Linked DNA regions of Mus musculus: regions 1 and 3 are each linked to region 2. Evidence: chromatin contacts called from public promoter capture Hi-C data. All regions are on one chromosome and are shown on one strand. The core of a region is the stretch at or near the end of the contact, and the rest is flanking DNA. Distances in the headings are between cores, read along the strand shown. Region 1 holds the start of Heatr6 (HEAT repeat containing 6). Region 2 holds the start of Nle1 (notchless homolog 1). Region 3 holds the start of Ccl8 (chemokine (C-C motif) ligand 8).

What was found. Promoter capture Hi-C pulls out the DNA fragments that hold promoters and counts their contacts. Capture Hi-C pulls out chosen DNA fragments and counts their contacts.
Region 1: a promoter capture Hi-C map of liver shows a contact between it and region 2, with 2.0 times the contacts expected there. The contact joins the promoter of Heatr6 here to the promoter of Nle1 in region 2. A contact is called at or near these places in 1 of 39 promoter capture datasets (hippocampal neurons) and 2 of 9 other capture datasets (liver and pancreatic islet).
Region 3: a contact with region 2 is called in a promoter capture Hi-C map of the SN4741 cell line, with 2.5 times the contacts expected there. The contact joins the promoter of Ccl8 here to the promoter of Nle1 in region 2. A contact is called at or near these places in 5 of 39 promoter capture datasets (the 3T3-L1 cell line, the SN4741 cell line, hippocampal neurons and 2 more) and 1 of 9 other capture datasets (macrophages).

Annotation. Positions count from the first base shown.
Region 1 is chr11:83,752,074-83,755,351 of GRCm38.p6, forward strand. Heatr6 (HEAT repeat containing 6) reads left to right here and starts at 1,564. Exons shown (of 20, transcript NM_145432.3): 1 at 1,564-1,868. The coding sequence starts at 1,650. Wfdc21 (WAP four-disulfide core domain 21) reads left to right here. Exons shown (of 3, transcript NM_183249.2): 3 at 421-573.
Region 2 is chr11:82,906,866-82,910,032 of GRCm38.p6, forward strand. It overlaps Nle1 (notchless homolog 1), which reads right to left and starts at 1,530. Exons shown (of 13, transcript NM_145431.2): 1 at 1,474-1,530; 2 at 1,227-1,370; 3 at 688-905. The coding sequence starts at 1,491.
Region 3 is chr11:82,113,341-82,117,037 of GRCm38.p6, forward strand. It overlaps Ccl8 (chemokine (C-C motif) ligand 8), which reads left to right and starts at 1,845. Exons shown (of 3, transcript NM_021443.3): 1 at 1,845-1,972; 2 at 2,699-2,810; 3 at 3,189-3,459. The coding sequence starts at 1,897. The coding sequence ends at 3,294.

The DNA of each region.
Region 1 (3,278 bases), core at 314-2,813, 850 kb after region 2:
ATAGAAGGCAGGTCAGCTACAGTAGCACAGTAACTTGGACTTACATAAGTGAACTTTTAATTATTATACTACAACCCTAAATATCTCACAAGACAAAAGTCGTACCCTCCGCCAGTGATCTTCCCCCCTCTGCTACCTCAAGGAGAACCAACAAGAAAGAAGACCCCACCGGGGCTGGCCCCCAGCACCAAAGTGTTCATGTTCAGAGTATTTATCTATCCAGCCCACCTGTAGTGCTTTCTGGCTTTCTGATGGTGCTATGGATTTCCAGCATCAAGATCTAATGTTTCTCATTGCACTCTGGGCAGTAGCCAGGTACCCAAAACAGCAGGTCTCGTGTATAATTTTTATATCTATTTCTCCAACAAAGAATTTTCTCAAAGGCCATCTTCCCTGATTACTGTTCATTTCTTCCTATAGCTTCTACCTGGAAAAAAAAATGTGTCTGTTTGGAGCTCTGTGACCAAGAAAACAGTTGAAAATGGAGGCCATGTATGGAGATTACAAGCAGCACAGTGGAGTGGGACAAGGAGTTGTTTCTTTTAATAAATCATTAATGTAAAAGTCTCAACACTTCTTGAGTTATTTTCTTGGAGGTTGTTATGGTTTGAATATGACACGTCTCCCTGGTCCATAGTTGATTGTACTGTTTGGGAAGAAGGGGCCATGCTGGAGGAGATAGGTCAACGGGGTATTTTGTCCTGGGCTTGACATGTTTCTTGTTGTTTCCTGGTTGCTTTAGGTGAGAAGCCTCAACCAAATACCCCTGCTGTCACGATCATTCTCCTTTACTACAAAGCAGCAGATTCAGTCAAGCATAGCCTTAAACCACCTAAAATAGTGCACCAAAAAATTAATAATAATAATAATAATAATAATAATAAATCCTCCTTCCTTTAAACTGTTCCTCTCAGTTATCTAATCCTAATCGTGAAAAAGCTACTAATGTCAATACGTTAAGTTTTTGTCTTAGTCAGGGTTTCTATTCCTGCACAAACATCATGACCAAGAAGCAAGTCAGGGAGGAAAGGATTTATTCAGGTTACAATTTCCACATTGCTGTTGATCGCCAAAGGATGTCAGGACAGGAACTCAAGCAGGTCAGGAAGCAGGAGCTGATGCAGAGGACATGGAGGGATGTTACTTACTGGCTTGCTTCTTCTGGCTTGCTCAGCCTGCTCTCTTATAGAACCAAGACTACCAGCCCAGAGATGGTCCCACCCACAAGGGGCCCTTCTCCCTTGATCACTAATTGAGAAAATGCTCCACAGCTGGATCTCATGGAGGCACTTACTTCCCCAACTGAAGCTCCTTTCTCTGTGATAACTCCAGCTTGTGTCCTATCAGAACATCAAGAGTAGAAGGAAGCCATATAGCTCACTTTTCTGTCACTGCCATGTAGAAGAGTGCTCTCCAACTCCAGCCAGAATCTGAAACTCTAGCAACGTCAGCCCTGCCCAAGAGCAAACTTTCTGAGAGGGTAAGGGGTGGTGGGTGGCCTTATTTCTGCTGCCTTTTACCTATCCTAATCACAGAACGACTTGCAACCTACAGTTCAAATGATGGCTTTCCGGAACTGGAGCACACACCCAGGCCCTGCCCCAAGCGGTGCCCCGGAAGTATTTCCCAGGCTTTCTCACGGAGGAAAAATGGCGGCGGTGCAGGTCGCCGCCTCTCTTCCTTGTGGGCAGCCGCGAGAGGCCCCGCGGGAACTGTCGCCGGAGCAGGACGATGGGTTCCGCCGCTTGTCTGCCAGGCTCCGCGCGCTGCAGCCGGATGACAGCACCGTGTCCCGCATGGAGATTCACCTGCTCTTCGACCAGCTCATCTCCGAGAACTACAGCGAGGGCGGCGGCGTGGCCCCCGAGGTAGGCGGCGCGCCTCATCCTGCCCGGACAACGGCTGGTTCCTCCCTCCGGCCCCTCCGGCTCTCACCCACGTCCCGGATGACTTAGTTCCAGGCTGGCTTTCTCCCTCGGTCCGTGCCATATCTCTCTGCCCTCCATCTGAAAGCTTGCAAGCCAGCATCTTTTCAAAGGCTTCTGCTCTGACGCCCTCAGCTGCCATCCCTGGTGAGCGACTCCGGGAATGTCGGAGCGAGGGTAGTCTTAGTTGATTTCGCTGATGTACGCACTGAAGCTCACAAGAGATCCAGCGTCACGGTTTGGGCAAATGGCAGAGCTAGATTGGAACCTAAATTTGTCGTAAGGCCTGTATTTTCTGTTTTGTTTCGGCACTAGCTCTCGTTTGCTTCCACTTCTCCTGTCAGGATCATCTCATTCATACACATCCGCTCTTGTATATCACTGATTCCCAGAACCCCTGAGCCAGTCCTACCTGCGAGCATCTCAAACTTGATAGCTCGTATAGATGAATACATTGTCTCCCATACTCCTAATCCCCTATTCATTCTACCCTACCCCACCCCAAATACACACAAGGCATGCACACTGCTTCTTTTCTTTACCCTGGAGCCTGTTGGATTAAAATTCTTCAGTCTGTCTCAAACATGTTTCTCAGTTCACACTCTTCTCTCCCTAGTCTCTCACTGATCTTCCTCTATTCTAGCCCCATTCCAGACTATTCTTTGCCAGAGTCTGCTATTGGAAAAACAAAAACAAAAAACAAACAAAACGCATACAAGTGTACGCATAATCAGAGATTTTCTATGTATATTGGCAAATGGCAGAAGCAAGCGGCCAAACAGTAAGAGAAAAATATGGGGCTTAAGGATGTAAAGGGGAAAAGAATCCCGAGCAGCTCACCACGGATAAGGGAGCAGAGTGGAACTAAGTGAAATTAAGGGAGCTTTTTATTTATATACTTGGCTATTTTGCACAACAACAACAACAAAATGTGTGCCTTTCCATTCTTCTCTCCTTGTTCTCCTCTTGGGTTCAGTCACTTGGCACTTGGTGCCTCGGGTTCAGGCACCTGAGGACATTGCGCATCTCTGAGAGTTCCCCCACTCCATCCCCTCCCCTTGTTCTTTGATTACTTGTCTGTCTGGCAAAGTTCTATTTGTTCTTCAGATCTTCTTTGTTATCTTTCTGTCTCCCTCTCGAGGAGACAAGTTCTCTGTGGTTCAGGGAAGTGTTTGGTTCATCTTTGGAGTCAAAAAAAAAAAAAAAAAAAATACCTAGCCTACTGCCTGACACGTACTATATGCCCAGAGCCTTTCTGTTCATTAAGCATCTGTAGATGGTGTAATCTGTGGATAGCATCCTCTCCTCTCTCTCTCTCTCTCTTTCTCTCCCTCTCTCTCTCTCTCTCTCTCT
Region 2 (3,167 bases), core at 280-2,779:
GGGAATTGAACTCAGGCCCTCTAGGAGAGCAACCAGTGCTCTTAACCCCTGAGCCATCTCTCCAGCCCACCCCGCACCTTTCTTTTTTTTTTTTTTTTAAAAGACAGGGTTTCTCTGGTTAGCCCTGGCTGACCTAGAACTTGTTCTGTAGAAAAGGCTGGCTTAGAATTCACAAAGACCTGCCCGCCTAGTCTCTACCTCCTTGGAAATTTCTAGAAAAAGCTTTTGAAGCTTTTCATATTCTTCTGTTGTTGGAGGTAGAGTCTCTCTATGTAGCCCTTGCTGTTCTGGAACTATTTAGATCAGTCTGGCCTTGAACTCACAGAGATCCGCCTGCCTCTGCTTCCTGAGTGCTGAGATTAAAGGTGTGGACTACCACCACCTGGCTCAACTGTTCTTATTCTTAGAGTCCTACAAGAAAGGATTCATAGGGAAGTAACAGATGCAGAAACCTGACTTCGGAAAGGAGTAGTTCAAACCAAGATAGGCTCTTCTGAGCCAGGTACTATTCTTAGCCTTTGGGGACCAAACCCCAATAAGAAAGTCTGTTACTTGCAACGTGAGTCCAGACCCCAAGTCTATGACAGGCAGGCAGCCTAAGACCCTGTGAATAATAACTCAGGATGGTCCTCTCCACCTGTCAGAGGACACACCTCCACATCCCAAAGATTCTGCCCATGTCCTTACTTTCCTGTGGGGCTGAAGGCCACAGAAATGACAGCTTCGCTGTGACCCTCCAATGAGCTGGTGCACCGCGTCACAGCCCGGACCCTGAAGACAGCTTGGGGCTGGTAGATGATATCGACGATTTTCTCTGTCTCCACAGACTGGGACTCCAGCGTCTTCCCCAGGGAGGACACAATCTCAGCATCGTGGACGTAGAACGCCAGGGGCAGGGGCTCCTCCTGAAGGCAAGAACAGAGTAAAGAGGAACTCTGCTCGGAGGGATGAATGCCTGCCCTCAGCGGGAGTCGGCTCAATCCCAACTACTGCATACCACCATGCGACAAATTTAATCCCGCTGGGCATCTCTGTAAAATGGGGATGCTTATGTTGGGCTGTGACAAGAAGTCACGGAAACACTGCATCCGACGCGTTCAAAACACAGCCTGTCTGTAGGTGAGTCGGCGCGGAGAACATTTTTCCTGGGGCCGATCCACGCCACCGACACTGTCGGTGAGCAGCTGGGTCCCCGGAACACCGTGGCTTCGTTTTGGGGTGCTCACCTGGGCCAGCAGCGCGTTGCACACCAGCTGCAGCTTGTCCGGCGTGATGTCCACTGGCACGTCGAACGGGGAGCCCAGCAGCTGACCGCCCTCATCCTGGAACTGTACGAGCAGCCGCTGCACGTCGCCTGCCGCCGCCTCTTCCTGCAGAATCAAGCCGCGAGACTGTCAGTCCCCCTCCCCTCCCCTCGGGCCTCGGTACCCCACGCGGAGACCCGGCATCCCCGCCCCGTGCGCGTACACCTACCACCACCGCCGCCGCCATCCTGCGTCCCCACGTGGAGGAGAACCGAGGCGGAAAGACGGAGCGTTAAATCCATGTCGCGCCGGGCAACCTCCGGCTACAGCGCCCTCTCGTGTTCGGAGGAGTCAAGCCGCTCTCGGAGGCCGGGATTGCCAATGGTGGCCTCCCTTCGCGCCTTCTTTTCACAGTAGCGATTCTGGCCAATTTTAGTCTCCAAAACTCAGAGAAATTAATTGATTTGCCCGCCTAGCTCACAGAGGCAGGAGATGGTGGAGGATGACACTTCCAGGGTCCAGGCAGCAGGGGTGAAAATACAAACCAGAAAACTATTGGGTTGAGGCAGAAACTTTTATAGGTGGGCTTGTGGGATTTAGTTTGTGTATGTGTGTGTGTGTGTGTGTGTGTGTGTGTGTGTGTGTGTGTGTGTGTGTGTGCGCGCGCGCGCGCGCATGTATGCATGTATGTATTGAGATAGGCTGAGGGTGTGTAGCCTAAGTAGACCTTGAACTCCATGATCCTCTTGTCTGTGCCTCCCAGGATGGGATGCTGGGAATATCGGATGGGCCGCGGTGCCCAGCTGTTTTGGGATTTTTTTTTTCTGAGCTCTTTCAAGGTGTGGCCCTCTCCTGTATCTGCTTTTGCATAGGCAATTTATTCTGTCTGGAACTTTTGTGGACAGATTTGAGTCTCTGCTCTCCTCTTGTACAAGTTCAAAGAATATAGAGCCTATAAGGAACTATTAAATAGGTTGTGGTAGAACATGCCTTTAATCCAGGCTCTTGCGAGACAAAGACAGGCAGATAGATCTCTGAACTTAAAGCCAGCCTGGTCTACAGAGTAAGTTCCAGGACATTGAAGGTCTCCAAAAGAACTCCCTGTCTCAGACAAACAAACAAACAAACAAACAAACGAGACTAATAAAAGTTGAAGAAGGCCAGAGGGACCCGTGTGCTCTTTGGAGGCTTTTCCTCATCTGAGAACAACGACTCCATTTGCTAGGGACGCTGCCTTCTGGCCTTCTTCACATTGTTTATCTCTCGGCTTAAATATACTCATTCCTACATGCATACATTCATTCATCCGACAAAGCGAATTGAGCCTCTATTCTTTGCCAGATAGTGTTCTCAGAACTTTGCATAGATTAGTTCAATTACTTAGGGAAGCCTTTCCCAGGACCCTGTCTTTCTTTTTTTTCTCTTCTTTTTTTTCTTTTTTCCTTTTGGTTTTTCGGGGACCCTGTCTGTCTTGTCCTGTGTTTTCCAAGTTTTCCGGCATTTTCAGTCATTTCCTCATTATCAGTCATGTCCCCCGGTATATAGGGGACACAGAAGAAACGCTTGTGGACTGAATTATGAAATCAGGAATTGAATGTAGGATCCCTTGATCCAAACGCCACAGAACCAAAGCTTCTTTGCTTGCAGTGGGATCCTTTGTCAATACCTCATTGCTTGGACCACAAATGAGGTTCCAGGCTTGGGATCCATCCCATGAAAGCAGAGCATCTGTCTATCCACCCACCCACTTACCCATCACTATCCAGAAGCTGTGTGTTAGGATGGACGTGGCGCACAGCTCTGGTTCCAGCTATAGAGGTGGCCAAGGCAGGAGAATTGCTTAAGTCTAGGAGTTTGAAGCCAGTCTGAAGGCAGCTTCGAAAACAAAGGCGAGAGAATCAAGAAACAAACAAGCTCACGTGT
Region 3 (3,697 bases), core at 595-3,094, 790 kb before region 2:
TTGTGCTCTAACTATTAAGATTATAAACTCTTAGATTCATTTAATACTAAAGGTGATAAACACTTTGGTTCAAACATTTCACCTCAAACTTGTACCAACTCCTGCTGCCTTTGTGGCCTGCAGAAATGCTGACTCGTGTTCTTCTTCACTTACGACGACAGTTGGGTATTGTAAGTGCCTAAGCTTGAGTCCAACAACATTCCCAATTCTCCGTTTCAATGTTTCTTAAATCATTTCTTTTCATGTTTAGATATTTTGAAAACTGTCTTAGGCATTTGAAATTCTCTTTAATATTTTCTAAGTGACAAACAGTGTGATAAATCATGTCTGCAGGGAAGGTTCAAATTAGTAAGCCATGCCCTTAGTCCATCATGCTTTCTTATGTCTGTTTGCCTTCTCACACTTCAAACCTTGTCTGAAACAAGTCTTCATTTCGGAAAAAGACTCTGTAGACACAGGGAAAATAATCACTTGGATTAAGGAGTGTGATGACTCATGACATACTGAGGAGTTTGGCCTTGCTTGCTTTGGTTTCTTTGGGTTGTTTTTGTTGTTGTTGGGGTTTTTTGTGTTTGTTTGTTTGTTTGTTTGTTTGTTTGTTTTAGGTCATGGTGTCTTCTTGCTTGTTATAACTTTAGATATAATGTACTACTGTGTGTTGCATTTAAATGTTGTAGCTGACAGAGGTCAAAACCCAGAAAAATCATAAAATATTAGCCATTAGCTCATGGTGGCTTAATAGATTGGATATAATTCAGAGATTTAATTCTGAGTGGCTTTACTAACTATATCCCTCACTTGAGGATGTTCTTCCTGCCTACTAGTCAGGAATCTTTGCTTACACTGACGAGGAATGAGACTGAGCATAACACTATTTGGCCTCCAAACACATTGAACAGGATGCTTGGCCAACAGAGTTATTGTGATTGAAGTTCCCAGACAAAAGTCATACATACATTAAGGATTCTGCAAGAAAACAGCTCTGTGATGTAGAGAGCTATGCTCCTGCAGGATGCCACCCGCTGCAGGATCCCTGCCCCTCCAGAATCCACACGTGGTGCCCAGTTCTCCAGGACTTTCAGGCTAGGCCAGACATAGTAGAGAAACTCTGTTATTACAGCATTTTTCAGACTGATATGGGAGAATTATACAACAAGGACGGCCTGGGGACAAAGTAAATTTGGAAGAGCCAGATCTACTTAATCCTCATCTAGAATACTAACTACAAAAGAAGGGCTGAGGTATAGCTGCCATTTAGTAGTAGAATACTTACTTGGCTGTCATGTGCAAGGTTCTGGCTAACATGTAAAATTCCTAGTAATAGAAGAAAAAGGAAGAGGAGACGGAAGAGAAGGAGACTTGAGTCTATCATGTTTTCAGGGTTCTTTGGAGCCCATCTGGGTTTTGAAAAACCCACCTGCCTTAGGGTTGCAAAAGCCTAGTGTAAAAGGGACCAGACTTAGGCCTTTCTCTGGTCTCCTAGCACCCTCCAAAAGGAAGCATCTAACCTCTCTTTACTCCATGGTAACCTTGGTTTCTAGTCTTTCTTCTATACAGATGTTTTTCATTTCTATGTTTCAGAATCCCTGATCCAGTGGGACTGCTTCCTCCATGCTGCTGGTTTCAGATGCTTGCCCTTCAAAGTTTCTGTCTCATAGTCTAAGTTAGCCAAAGATTTTAGCATCTTATTCTTGCTGAGCTGCCTTCCAGCTGCCGGGAAATCATCTCATGATCTGATGACTATTCAGCATAACAAAGATCTTGCTTTCATTTCCCATTAGGCACAACTCTATCTGCAGATTCCCTGCTCCCTATAAAAGGCAGATTAGAGCCTCCAGACTAGCAGAGTTAGATTGAGAGGACGCTAGCCTTCACTCCAAAATCTTTGCCTTCAACATGAAGATCTACGCAGTGCTTCTTTGCCTGCTGCTCATAGCTGTCCCTGTCAGCCCAGAGAAGCTGACTGGGCCAGGTAAGGTATCTCCTTTCCTAAGGGAAATGGTTTAGCAGGCACTAACATCTGAGCACAAGGCATCCCAGAGCTGCTGTATGATCTGCAATTTTAAGATGGACAGACTGAGAGTATGGAAGAAGTTAGCCAAAAGCCAGTGTGTCAAAGCTAGGCAGAACCAGCAGTGAGTGTTTAGAGCACTGAGGCCAGGCCCTGTGATGTCTCATGACATCAGCCCTGGGACACGATGCTGCATGCAGCCACTACCGATACTGCCCTCTCCTTGTTTGAGGAGATGGCCCAGAAGTGGCTGTGGTGAGAAGGACATCACAAGCAATAGGGGAGTGATAGGGATGATGTCTTGAAGAAGTGCTTTGGGATCTTGATCCAGAGTGGCTTCCAGAACCATATGTGGATATTTGTACACTGAGGGGCTTCCTAGATTAAAAAATAAAATAGGTTGATTCTAAGCCCACAGCAGCAAGGTGATGGACAGCGAGTTCTTGGGACTTACTTTCCTGTGTCAGAAGTATGGGATCAGTCAAAGAGATCTCATGATAAACAGTCATCAGTGAGGAATCCTGTGGTTCAACAGAGGACACTGACTCCTAAGACATATTCTGTCACTAGACCCTAGATACAAAACTTGGGAACAGTGACTCCTAGGTGCAGCCCAACCCTCATCTTCCCTTATGAGAGGACTCTGAGATGTCCCCTAACCCTCTTTCTTTACAAAATGGCTTCCAGATAAGGCTCCAGTCACCTGCTGCTTTCATGTACTAAAGCTGAAGATCCCCCTTCGGGTGCTGAAAAGCTACGAGAGAATCAACAATATCCAGTGCCCCATGGAAGCTGTGGTGTAAGTGATTCCTGCCCAGAAAACCCAGTCAGAGTCAAGGGAGAGTGGTCAGGACACACAGATGAGTGAGTCAAACAAATACAGCCTCTTATCTGGACCACGCCTTACCCACATAGGGAGACTGACTGGAAGAGAAGAAATCTGTAATTTTCCAGGAGCTCAGAGGGATTTTCCCCAGTTCCTTTCCACAATAGATGAGAAAGCTTCAAGTAGGGCAGCAAGATCAGGGCTTCCTCCTCAGGGTTCTCCCTTCCACCCCTTCCTCATCCTCCCCTCCTGCCAAGCAGCTCCTTCACCTCTGGAGCAAGAGTGAATGGGGTCTGTCGAGCTGTGGGCCATGCTCTGAGCACTATTTCTGAACCTTCCATCTCTCCACAGTTTCCAGACCAAGCAGGGTATGTCTCTCTGTGTAGACCCCACACAGAAGTGGGTCAGTGAGTACATGGAGATCCTTGACCAGAAGTCTCAAATTCTGCAGCCTTGAACCTTCACACCTGAGTTAAGAGACAGCCAAAGCTGGAAGTTCTCCCCTAATCTTCTCCAGGCAGAGAGATGTTACAAGCAGATGGTGCCTGGGCTGCGTGTTTTCTCATCCTTGTCTGTTATATGAACAACTGAAATAAAAGCTTACACTGATTTGCAAATGTAACATGGGCATTTTTATTCAAAGTGAAGTGATGGGAAGTTATGATCAATCTCAGAGAGCAGCAGGCCAAATGAGGGGAGGTGTTCAAGGGTTCCTGTGTATTATTTGGGTTTCATTTTATGGGGTTCAAGTGAAGGAAGAGCCTTGTTACTAGAGATGGAGTGGGTGGTTCTCTACTGGTTGAGAGGCTTCAATTACATTAAACCATTGTTCATTGCTCATATCTGTTCCCATAACGCAT